Linked DNA regions of Mus musculus: regions 1 and 2 are each linked to region 3. Evidence: chromatin contacts called from public HiChIP or PLAC-seq data. All regions are on one chromosome and are shown on one strand. Each heading gives the region's core, a stretch centred on a gene start, on an enhancer-like site or on the middle of the called end of the contact. The rest is flanking DNA. Distances are from core to core; before and after follow the strand shown.

What was found. HiChIP or PLAC-seq counts read pairs in DNA pulled down with a chosen protein or histone mark.
Region 1: a contact with region 3 is called in an H3K4me3 HiChIP or PLAC-seq map of bone marrow-derived macrophages, with 2.2 times the contacts expected there. The contact joins the promoter of Mri1 here to the enhancer-like site in region 3. A contact is called at or near these places in 5 of 39 promoter capture datasets (the 3T3-L1 cell line, 3T3-L1-derived adipocytes, cranial neural crest and 2 more), 1 of 15 datasets of contacts at CTCF or cohesin (the NIH/3T3 cell line), 10 of 115 datasets of contacts at active chromatin or transcription factors (the NIH/3T3 cell line, bone marrow-derived macrophages, embryonic forebrain and 2 more) and 1 of 9 other capture datasets (macrophages).
Region 2: an H3K27ac HiChIP or PLAC-seq map of embryonic stem cells shows a contact between it and region 3, with 7 read pairs. The contact joins two enhancer-like sites. A contact is called at or near these places in 4 of 15 datasets of contacts at CTCF or cohesin (the NIH/3T3 cell line, embryonic stem cells, large pre-B cells and 1 more), 57 of 484 Hi-C or Micro-C datasets (the AML12 cell line, the BV-2 cell line, the C2C12 cell line and 27 more), 9 of 115 datasets of contacts at active chromatin or transcription factors (the NIH/3T3 cell line, embryonic fibroblasts, embryonic stem cells and 1 more) and 1 of 9 other capture datasets (embryonic stem cells).

The regions. Positions count from the first base shown.
Region 1 is chr8:84,255,952-84,259,535 of GRCm38.p6, forward strand. Mri1 (methylthioribose-1-phosphate isomerase 1) reads right to left here and starts at 1,373. Exons shown (of 5, transcript NM_026423.4): 1 at 939-1,373; 2 at 293-468. The coding sequence starts at 1,309. It overlaps Ccdc130 (coiled-coil domain containing 130), which reads right to left. Exons shown (of 10, transcript NM_026350.3): 9 at 3,162-3,300; 10 at 1,816-2,975. The coding sequence ends at 2,530.
Region 2 is chr8:84,295,833-84,299,357 of GRCm38.p6, forward strand. No RefSeq gene overlaps it. Among named protein-coding and RNA genes, the nearest start is that of Ccdc130, 27 kb to the left of the region's middle. Within about 2 kb of position 1,684, at least 5 of the 459 cell types and tissues checked have an H3K27ac peak or open chromatin away from gene starts, as enhancers often do. A contact at or near this core is called in embryonic stem cells, where this site is marked.
Region 3 is chr8:84,500,283-84,503,621 of GRCm38.p6, forward strand. The region is part of intron 3 of Cacna1a (calcium channel, voltage-dependent, P/Q type, alpha 1A subunit); the gene reads left to right. Among named protein-coding and RNA genes, the nearest start is that of Cacna1a, 87 kb to the left of the region's middle. Within about 2 kb of position 1,494, at least 126 of the 459 cell types and tissues checked have an H3K27ac peak or open chromatin away from gene starts, as enhancers often do. A contact at or near this core is called in 3T3-L1-derived adipocytes, the NIH/3T3 cell line, bone marrow-derived macrophages and 2 more, where this site is marked.

The DNA of each region.
Region 1 (3,584 bases), core at 123-2,622, 240 kb before region 3:
TACCACTGAGCCATCTCTCCAGCCCTAGTGTTTATTTTTAATTATGTACATGTGTGTCTCTATGCATGTAAGGGCATGTGCTCGTGGAGGCCAGAAGAGGGTGCTGCAGGTAGTTACTGTGGGTGCTGAGAACTTAATAGGTCTTTGCAAGAGGGGTCCATACTTTTAAGCTGCTGAGCCAGCCCTAGCTAAGCAAGTACTCTTGCCACTGAACTACACCCCCAGCTCCAGTTGCTTTGCCTTGCATCCCATAACATGTCCCATGCCCTAACAATTGAAGGTGCCTCCTCACCTAACGCTGTACCATAGCCAGCAGTGGCCAGAGCACCCGTGTTACAGTGGGTCAGCACGGTCACCTTGCCACCCCTGGGGTTGGTCTGCTCTAGGAGATGGCGGGCTCCCAAGTCCCCGATGCTCCGGTTGTCTTTGAGGTCCTTCTCCAACATATCCTCGGCGAAGCGGATCACTCTGGGGACAGAAGAAGCTCTTAGCACTGTTGGAAGGGAGCTGGCTAACTTTGAAGGGGCCGCCCTTTAAAGGTGAGGTGGGGTTCTGAGAGCCTGAGGACACTTCCACTCTGATCACTAATATAAGTGAGCCAGGAGCTGGGGCTGACGCACAGCAGTAAACAGGAGGAAACCCTTTACCTCTGTGATGATGACGTCATGGTGGGAGAGGCAGTTGATGAACAGGAAGGGGCAGAATCAGGGACAAGGTGTTTTTACAGAAGGGGAGGGGAAGGAGCAGGAACCTGGAGATGAAGTTCTAACTCCAGTGCTTTAATGCTCTAGACTCTAGTCTCAGCCACAGGCAGGAGCCGTACCGGTGCAACAGAAAAGCAGTAAGAACCAAGTGGCTGGACCGGAAGTGGGATGGGAAAGAAAATGGTAGAGAGGAAAGCTGGGCAGAGCACACAAGACTGGTCCAGGATCCCGTACCTTTCCCGCACGGTCTCTTCAGTGGCACCCTCTCGTTCCGCCTCCTGGGCTGCCACTTGACCCAGATCGCGGGCGGCGCGGGCCATGTTGACAGCGGTGGGCCGGGCGGCGACTAAGAGGCGCAGCTGGTCTCGCACGAAGGCCACCAGAGCAGCGAGTCCGGGACCGCCGGCGCCGGCCCGCAGCTCCACGGCCAGGCTGAGGCAGCCGACCAGCGCGATGGCCGGGGCTCCGCGCACCTTCATGGCGCGGATGGCTTCACTAGCCTGCTGCACGGAGCTCAGTGCCTCATAGTGGCAGTGCTCTGGCAGCTGCAGCTGGTCGAGGATCTGCAGCGAGCCGGGCGAGTAGCGGATCGCTTCCAGTGTCATGTTGCCTACCCTGCAGGGCCACGAGGAATCCTGCACAGGCTGCGGGGCGGAGTTGCGTCCTGCCGCGTGCGCATGCGCACGCGCTCCTAGGTTATCGGGCGATTAGCGTCTTCCAGAGTGGCTGTAACTTCTCCCAAGGCCGAGTTCTAGCTCCAAGATGCTTGGTGATGGGGCTATTTTTTTGCCGGAAATCGTCCATCCGTTACTGAAGCGATGACTTGGAACTCTCAGCTCTGCCTATCCACGGCTCACAGACACCCAGCGCTTAATCAGCGTGTCAAACGACCTTCCGTGGGACTACTTTTGTCTCCATTTTTTTAAAAAAAAGCAAGCACCATGAGGGACGTTTATTCTCAGGGCCTGAAGAGATTGCTCAATGGTTAGGCGTGCATTCTGCTCTTGTAGAGGACCAAAGGCTTCACGACTGCCGCTAGTTTTAAAGGATTCAAGGCCCTCTTTCAAACCTCAGTGAGACAACATACTCACAACATGCAAACACACAAAAATAAACCTCAGATTTTAATTCCAGCATTCAGGAGGTAGAGATATATTTGTGAATCTGGCTCCACAATAGTTACAGAACGAGTTCCAGGACAGCCAGGGATACATGAGAAACCCTATTTTAAAGCTGGACCACACCTTGTCTCTATTGCTGGGGTGCCAGGATGACGGTTGTCTGCCCACTATGCCTGGCTGGATTAGGGTGTTTTTGAGGTTGTTTCACAAACATCCCTACTGGCTGGCCACTATGAGTGACCCACACCAGCCCATGACATGGAGTTTGGATGTTCTTCCTGCCTGCCGTTAGCTTTATTTCTCTGGCTCCAGCAGCCTGGCCCTCTTTCAACCTTCCTTATGTAGTCCTTGACACCTCATAAGGGGACGTCACCCCAGGCCGTGGCCAATCTTGGTCAGTATCTCAAACCCTTCATCGGGCTTTGTGGGGCCACACTGCCGTCACAACGATGCAGCAGCATCTGCTTAGTTGGCTGGAAGTGAGGGCAGGGCAGCTACTAGATGAGTTTAGAAACAAGGCAGGGACAAAGAACAGCACTTTAATGCTCAGGTATCAGGGTTACATCAAGGCACAGGCATTCTCACCAAAACCAAATAAATAATAATCTGTATAGGAAGGTAGGTCTGTATCTGGGCTGGCAGCAATGTGCCAGTCCCTAAGGTCTGGACGCGTCATGGCTTCTGGTCCTGGAATTCTGACTCCCTTACTCGCTCTCTGAGTCAGAGTAGTCAGCCACCAGGGAGGCATTGGGGGTGTTGGGGTTCAGCAGGTCCTCCTGGGAGGAACCTAGGGGGAAGGCCTGATCACTACAGTTTCTCTTGGATTCTGATGTCTTGCTGGTCCTGGATGCTTCTGCTGCCTCTTCAAGTGTCTTGCTACCCTGGGTGGTTCCTGGTGGCCTTCTTTGTTCTTCTGACAAGGAGTTGTCTGCTGCACACTGAGGACTTTCTGGAACGTCTCGAGACTTTCTCCTCACTATGCCCAGGTCCCCCACCGTGCCTGTGCTGCTGGGGGGTGGTCTGCGGCCCTGGCACAGCTTCTTCAGGACGCTGCTAGCTTTGCTGCTGCTAGCACTGGGTCCCTGGGCTGAGGGGAACCAAGAGCGGTGGATGATCTCTGTCCGCTTCATTCGCTGCTTGTCCTCATAAGCTGTAGGGAAAAGGGAGCATTGGACAAGGGCCAGAAGTTCAGGGGCAGAGTGGGCACAGAGCACACACCCCTAGTCTTGAGCTTTCTTCCCACCAGTTTAAATAACAGGGGCTCTAGGGACCAAGTGCCTCCAAACCCTACAACCTTTGCTTCCCAAGGACCTCCCAGTCGGGAGCTGGCACTCACAGTCCAGGGTGTGCAACCTTAGCAGGGCAGCCAGCCTGCGGTCATCCTCAGACTCTGGCACAAGAGGGATGGCTAGGCTGGCTTTTGCCTGCAGTGCCTGGTCCTTCTCTTCCTCCTCCTGCATGGCTTTCTTCTTCTCCTGTGGGTGGGTGTGGCACACAGGCAGGGACATCAGAACCCTCCATCCTGAAACCCATAGGTCTCAGTCCAGCCACTGGGTCTGCTTCTGCCTGACTGAAGCAAGGGAAGGGCCCACACAGAACCTGTGATACAAACGTGGCCCCCGTGTGTAGGCTCTCTGAATGTCAGTGTCCTGGATTCATGACAAAAAGATGGACACGTGCCACAACACTACACTTTGATCAGTGATGGGCTGCAGGTGTGACCTACTAGATAAATCATATAAAATCTGATAAAAAAGGT
Region 2 (3,525 bases), core at 434-2,933, 200 kb before region 3:
TATGTGTCTGTATATGTATGGTGTATATATGTCTCTGTGTGTGGTGTGTGTGAGAGAACACACAGGTGTTCTGTGGGGTCACAGGACAATTTACAGGAGTTGTTTTTCTCCTTCCAGCCCATGGTTCCAGGGCCTGAAGACAAGTGCCTGTCCTGATGAGCCACCCCACTGGTCCAGAGGAAAATGACTTCATGCCTCCTTTCCCCCCCCTTTCTTTCCCTTTTATGTTTTAAATCCGTATATTTATTTATTTCCATAGTAGGAATTACAAGATGATCAGCCAAGTGTCGGCACAACTGTTTAAAGTGTCATCAGAAAAGTCGGCATTTCCTTTCTTTTCTCATTCTTAGTGGGAGGCTTTTCCTGCTGGCTCTGAGGTGGTGGCTGCTGCTCTCACATTGAGGTTTTGAGAATGGAGAGTGGGAAAGCCCAGCCTGCTTCCCTCCTCAGGATTTGTGTTTTCATTCATAGAGGGGATCCAAATGCTTTCCCTTTCATTGAGCAGGTCTTCTGAGACCTTGCTTTACAGAACGCTGCAAGGTTGTCATATCACAGCATGGCTGGAGTGGAAACCAAGCCATATGTTCATCTCTGGAGGTTCCCTAAAAGGGCCAGCCAGGAGAAAGAGAGGAACCCTTTGCATGTCCCGGTTATCACTTCTGTCACAAGCTCAAACACTAGTGCTCCTTGTAGGACACTCCCTGGTGGAAAGTGATATGTCAGGTATACTCTCCCCTTGTTGATTTGGAATGTACAATTAGAATCTTACTATGTTGCCCAGGCTATCCTGAAACTCACCATCTTCCTGCTTCAGTCCCAGGTACTGGGACTCTGTGTGCGTAACCAGTCATGCCATGGCCACCCCCAGCCCACCCTCGCCCCCAAATGTCTTCATTCTGAGTCAGGAGCTCACTGAGCACCTCAGCCCTCCTCAGCCCTCCTCAGCCCTGCGACATAGTGTACTGCTCGCTGTCTTTTGGAACTCATAGAATGAGTGTACTGCTCGCTGTCTTTTTGGAACTCATAGAATGGGAATCATGGGGGCCAATCGTGGCGATTCACATCTACACTCATGAGACAGAGGCAGGAGGATCACAAAGTCACAAAGTTGATTCTGCCAAGGTTATCTAGTGAGCCCCGCTTTAGTTTTTTTAAATTGAAAGTGTGTGTGTGTGTGTGTGTGTGCTTGTGTGTGCGTGTGCATGTGTGTGTGGGGCATCCAGTAGAATGGAGGTCTTTCTGAGTGATGGTCTGCGGTGTGGAGGTGTGTGAGCCACAGGGAATTCAGGGAAGCATGTTACTCCCTCACTTCTGGGTTAGAGCACTCACCACAGAACAGGAACATTTTCCAGGCTGCTGGGAAGCCTAGCACCTGATCTGAGTCACTCAGAGATGAGGTGGTCAGGCTCCCTCTGCCTACAGAGTCTCACAAATGTGTCCTGTGGCTGTTCTGCCCTTGTTTGAACATCACAGATTGTGTCTTCATAGCGGAGGATAGCTGCACTGCCACTATGTGATCTTGTGTGATACTTTGTGTCAACACAGAGCCTTGGAGTCTTTATCACCTTGGCTTATGAACTAGGGTCCACCATTGACCCCAGCCAGTGGCTGGATTTACTGAGAGGTATGGTAAGCTTGCTGCAGGGGGAGGGGCTGGAAGGAGCTGCAAAGCAGCAACGGGTGGGTGGCATCTTTTGTACCTTGGAAGAGACCAATTTGGTCCGGTCCTTATGTAAATTAGTCATCCAGTTGGGATAAACTTGGTTGGTAAATTTAAATGTGAATGAGAGACTCTGCATCCAGAATTGGTCAAGAAAAGGGCGGAAATATATAGGAAAGCCTGCTGAAGGGGTCAGAAGCTGGATAAAAATCACCACACAATACAGTGTAAGCCCATGAGCTTGGGAACTAAGATCTGCAGCCCCAGAATGCATCACAGCCTGCTACCCACCAGCCTTTGCTCTTTTTGTTTCCTGGCCACTTCTCTCCCTTGGAACTTTCTGTTCAGCTTCTGAGGTTTTGTAGTCTTCCAAACAGAGCAGCCAGCTGGGAAACAAACACACAGACCCGATGTGCAGTGTCGGGGCATTGCACACTCAAACCACAATAGCTTTAAATATCTTCCAGGCCAGAGTAACGTGTAGTGGTACATGCTGTGACTGCAGCATTTGAGAAGTTGAGGCAGGAGGATTGCCATGTGTTCAAAAGCCCAGCCGGGGCTGTATAACAAAATCCTGACTCAAACACACCCCCCCCTAAATAAAAAAAGCCAAATCTCTTCTGTCAGACCTAGGATGTGGCTCAGTGGCAGGATGATTGCTAGCTTGTGTGGACAAGGCCCTACCCTCCATCCCCAACATGGAGAAAAAAGGCCAAGAGTGGTGACATAGGTCTGCAATTCTAGCTCATGGGAAGCTGAGGCAGGACCATCACAAGTTTAAGGCCAGTCTGGGCTTCGTAGCAGACCTTGTCTCAAAAGCAACAATACGGGGTGTGGTTTGAGATAGGTTTGTAGTTAAGAGCTCTTGCTGCTCTCACAGAGGACCTGAGTTAGTTCCCAGCATGTTCTCTGGGTGGCTCAAAGCCACTTGTAAGCCGCAGGGGGTCTTGTTTTAAGTTAGAGCTTCTATTGCTGTGATAAAACACTATGACCAAAAGTAACCTGCCTCACAGTCAATCATCTTAGGGCAGTCAAGGCAGGAACTCAGTCAGGAACACGGAGGTAGAAACCGAAGCAGAGCCGTGAAGGAATGCAGCTTACTGACTTCCTCACTATGGCTTGCTGAGCCTGCTTTTTATATACTGCAGCCACCCGTATCAATCATTAATTAAGAAAATGCCCCCACAGGATGGCCTATAGGCCAATCTTATGAAGATTATTTTTTTCTTGTTGTGGTGCCCTCATCTCAGATCAGTTTAGCTTGTAACAAGTTGACAAAAACAAAACAAAACAGGACAATTGATCCCCTTGTCAACCTGACACAAAAGCACATCACTACTCAACAGCAACCTTTCCTTTCTTGTTTATCCCCAAGATCTCATATTTATCAATATCTCAACATAAAATACACAGCACCTTTCTAAAAAAAGATTTATTTATTTTATTTATATGAGTACACTTGTTGTAGCCCCCGAATTATTGATGCTAACTCTCTGCAGTTAATTGCCCTGCTCCTTGGAAGCCTCACCAAAGAGACTCCAGTGTTGTGTACAGACGGTTTGACTCTTCCTTCTGTGGCAAGCGCAGCACTCTGGCAGCTGGTTTCTGTACTGCATCTCCCAGCAGCAAACCCGTGGCTTCCTCCCCTCTCTAGCCACTCTGAGGAAACCCAGCCTGGCATTAGAATGATACTGTCCATAACCCCCCCTTAATAAAACACCCCAGGGAGCCAGATGCCAGTTTGAGACAGCCTCCCCGCCTTGTGACACCAGAATCTAGCCCTCCTTCCAATAAACTGCCGAGCTCTCCAGGTGCCTGTCCTTGAGACCTTAAAGAAATAACAAACTCAGAGAAGATTAAGGCCC
Region 3 (3,339 bases), core at 244-2,743:
TGTCTCAAAAAACAAACAAAAAAAAAAAGAAGAAGAGGAAGAAGAAGAAAGAGAGAGAGAGAGAGAGAGACAGAGAGAGAGAGAGAGAGAAAGAAAAAGAAAGAAAGAAAGAAAGAAAGAAAGAAAGAAAGAAAGAAAGAAAGAAAGAAAGAAAGAAAGAAAAGAAATCACCTTCTAAAATGTGATTGGTGATGGGTACGATGAGGTGAAGTGGGGTGTGGCTCCACACAGCCATGCAGGGTCCCTCGGATGGAGGCTGCACCTCCTCCAAAATGTGGCTTGAAGCTTGGGACTAAGAACTGCATTCATCAGGCAGGAGGGGAGAAGAGAGAACTTAGTGGTGGTTGTGGGCAGGGGCAGGCTCCTGTGGGTCCAGCTGTACCACAGACGTGGGGTTCCTTTCCATCCCCCTGCAGCAGGGAGTGCCAGGCTGCCACTGTGTCTTCGCTTGAGCCCTTTGTGTGCACGGGCTCCACCTCTGCCACTTCAACCAGCAGAAGTGAAAAATGTCACAAGGGAAAAGCCCAGCTCCAGCCCAGCAAGATGGCTCAGTGGGTTAAGGTGCTTGCTGCTAAACCTAATGACCTGAGTTCACTTCTGGGATATAAATGGTAGGAAGAGAGAATCAACTCCTGCAAGGTGTCCTGATGTGTGTATGTGCACATGCACATGCGCATACACACACACACACACACACACACACACACACACACACACACACACACACACACACTTAATGCATGTCTTGAGTATGTGGTCGTCTGAGACTCAGCTCTCAGTAGGGTATGTCTTTCTACCTTCCCAGGGACAGGGTGAAGCAGGACCTATTGGACTGTTGTCCCTCTGCACTGGCTGTTGACGGGTACCATGTGTGTCCACCCCCAACCCCCATTCCTGTTTACTTTTTACCTTAAAACAGAATTTTACTAAGTCATCCGAGGTTGGCCTTGAACTTTGCTCAGTCAGCCTTTGAATTTGTGATCCTCCTGCCTCCAATTCTCAAGTAGGAGTAGCTCAGACTATAGGCCTGTACCACCAGTCCCAGCTTGGGTACCGTGTCATGAAGCCCCACCCCCACCCCCACCCCCGAGATCAGCACTTCCGGAATATTCTTCCCACCTAGTGGTGGTCACTTCCTGTTGCTCGCTACAGAACAGGGCTATCACACAGAAATCTAAAGAGACTAATGGGCTTTGGGGATGGTATGGAGTAGGGAGATGAGAGTTGACATCTGCTTCTTAGGGGTGCCTTAATAAAGAGCCTGCCATCCTTGAAGTGGGCAAGACCCAAAGTGCCAAAGCTCCTCGGAAAAGCTGGGCAGACATGAGAATCGCTGTGCTCAGCACAGGGCTGGCTAACAGACCTTGAGGGAGGGGCTAGGAAACTATTTTTTGCTAACCCAAGAACTAAAGCAGCTCTCGCTGACGACGCTTCTCAGGCAGAGCCGCACACCTCTCTCCCTTCTCTTCCCCATTTTCTGATCTGTACTTTGCTGACTCATGCCTTAGAGCTGGAAGGAGGGGGAGCCAGACTGGCTCATTGACCTTTTTTCCCCCTCTCTTTAGTGACTCAGCTGTGATTCACATTTTAATTAATGTGTGGTGGGGGTGGGGCCTGCAGGGACCAGGGACAGTCTATCCAGTTGCACCTTACCCCGGTTCGGGTACAAGAATCAGACCTGAAAGAAGTGGGTGGCCCGAATGTACTATGAATCCCTCCTGATTCTGGGCCCCCACTGGGACGCCAAGATCCAGGGCAAGTGAATCTCTACGCAGAGCTGCAGTTTGGAAAGTTAGTCTGAGGTCAGGATGGAACCAGGCCGGAGCTCTCCTGGGACAGCTAAGGATCATGGGAATGTGCTGTCATTTCCTGGGCTGCTTTTTGGCTAGCAGCTGGGGTCCTCATCTGGCCTCCTTCCTCTGGGCTGGAAACTTGTCAGAGCCAATCACAGGCAGCTTTACTCAGAAAAAGAGAATGATAACAGCCAATCACAGTCAGCTTTGCTCAGAGAATGAGAAAAGTCCCATTTGGCCGCTCCCTGGGTCTGATCAGCACTTTTCCTGAACAATCAAGTGTAAGCCTCACTCCTTATACCAGGAGGAATACTTTTTATATCCTTCTCCATCCTCCTGAGAAGGAAACTGAGGCTGGGTTTCCAGTGGGGACAATTGAGAAAAAATAGGGACGGAAGGAGCTGGGGATGGCTCAGTTGATAAAGTGCTTGCTGGGTAAACATAAAGACCTGCGTTCCATCCTGTTCGTGTGCAAGTGACCGTGTGTGTGTGTGTGTGTGTGTGTGTGCACACGCGCGCGTGTGCGCTTCTGGCTCTCTCTGTCTGCCAACACACACAGGTCTTGGAGGTCAAAGGATAGCTTGGGTCCTCAGGCCTGGCACCTTTTCCCACAGAGCCCATCTTTTTTACTGGATGGGTAATGTTCCACTGTACACAGGAAACACAGTTCCATGAGGTGTATTCTAGATTTGCTGCAGTTTTCTTCATACTGAGGTAGGACCCAGGCTCTTTTGTCCTTTTGGCTCTGCGCCCTCAGCCCACAGCGCCATCTCCCTGTCCCTCTGTAGTCATCTACAAGCAAGAGGAAAAGCGTCCAAAAGCACTGAGAAGTGTTTCTGTCCTGGACAGAAAGCAGTCCACAGCATATCCCACCCCAAACTGCCAGCACTTCCAGCTCAGCATCCAGGAGACGGGGAAAGACCCAGCCTCTGCCAGGCCCTCCCTGGGGCACCCACTTCACACCCTAACCTCTGGTCAGGGGCAGCTGGATTCTCTTGTTCCCCACAGAAAATGAGGCAGTCTGAAGCAAAGCTCAGTTTACTGAGGAAAAGGTTTTTAAATGTTTACATTTATTTATTGTGCACATGTATATACACGTGTGTGTGTGTGTGTGTGTGTGTGTGTGTGCATCCATTTATACTTGTGTGTGGAGGTCAGAGGACATATTGTGGGAGCTGGTTCTCCCTTTCTACTGTATGGGGCCCTGGGGATTGAGCTCAGGACACCAGGCTGGGCAGTGGGGACAGTCACCTGCTGAGCCGTCATGCCAGCCTCAGCATTGTCTTGGTACAGACATCCATGCACACTTATGAAAGAAAGGACAGTTGTACACCTGGGAGTATTTTGGTGGCCTTTGAAGTTACATTGCTAAAAGGCTTTGAAATATCTTAGTGTTCTGTTTGCATCTAAGGAACTTATCTAGAGTGAGGTGGTTTATGAGGGGCCCTGGCTAAGACCACTTGCTGAGGTAAGATTGTACATCAAAGGGTATCCAAGGACTCTGTCTTAGTCAGGATTCTCCAGAGGAACAGAACTTATAGACTTA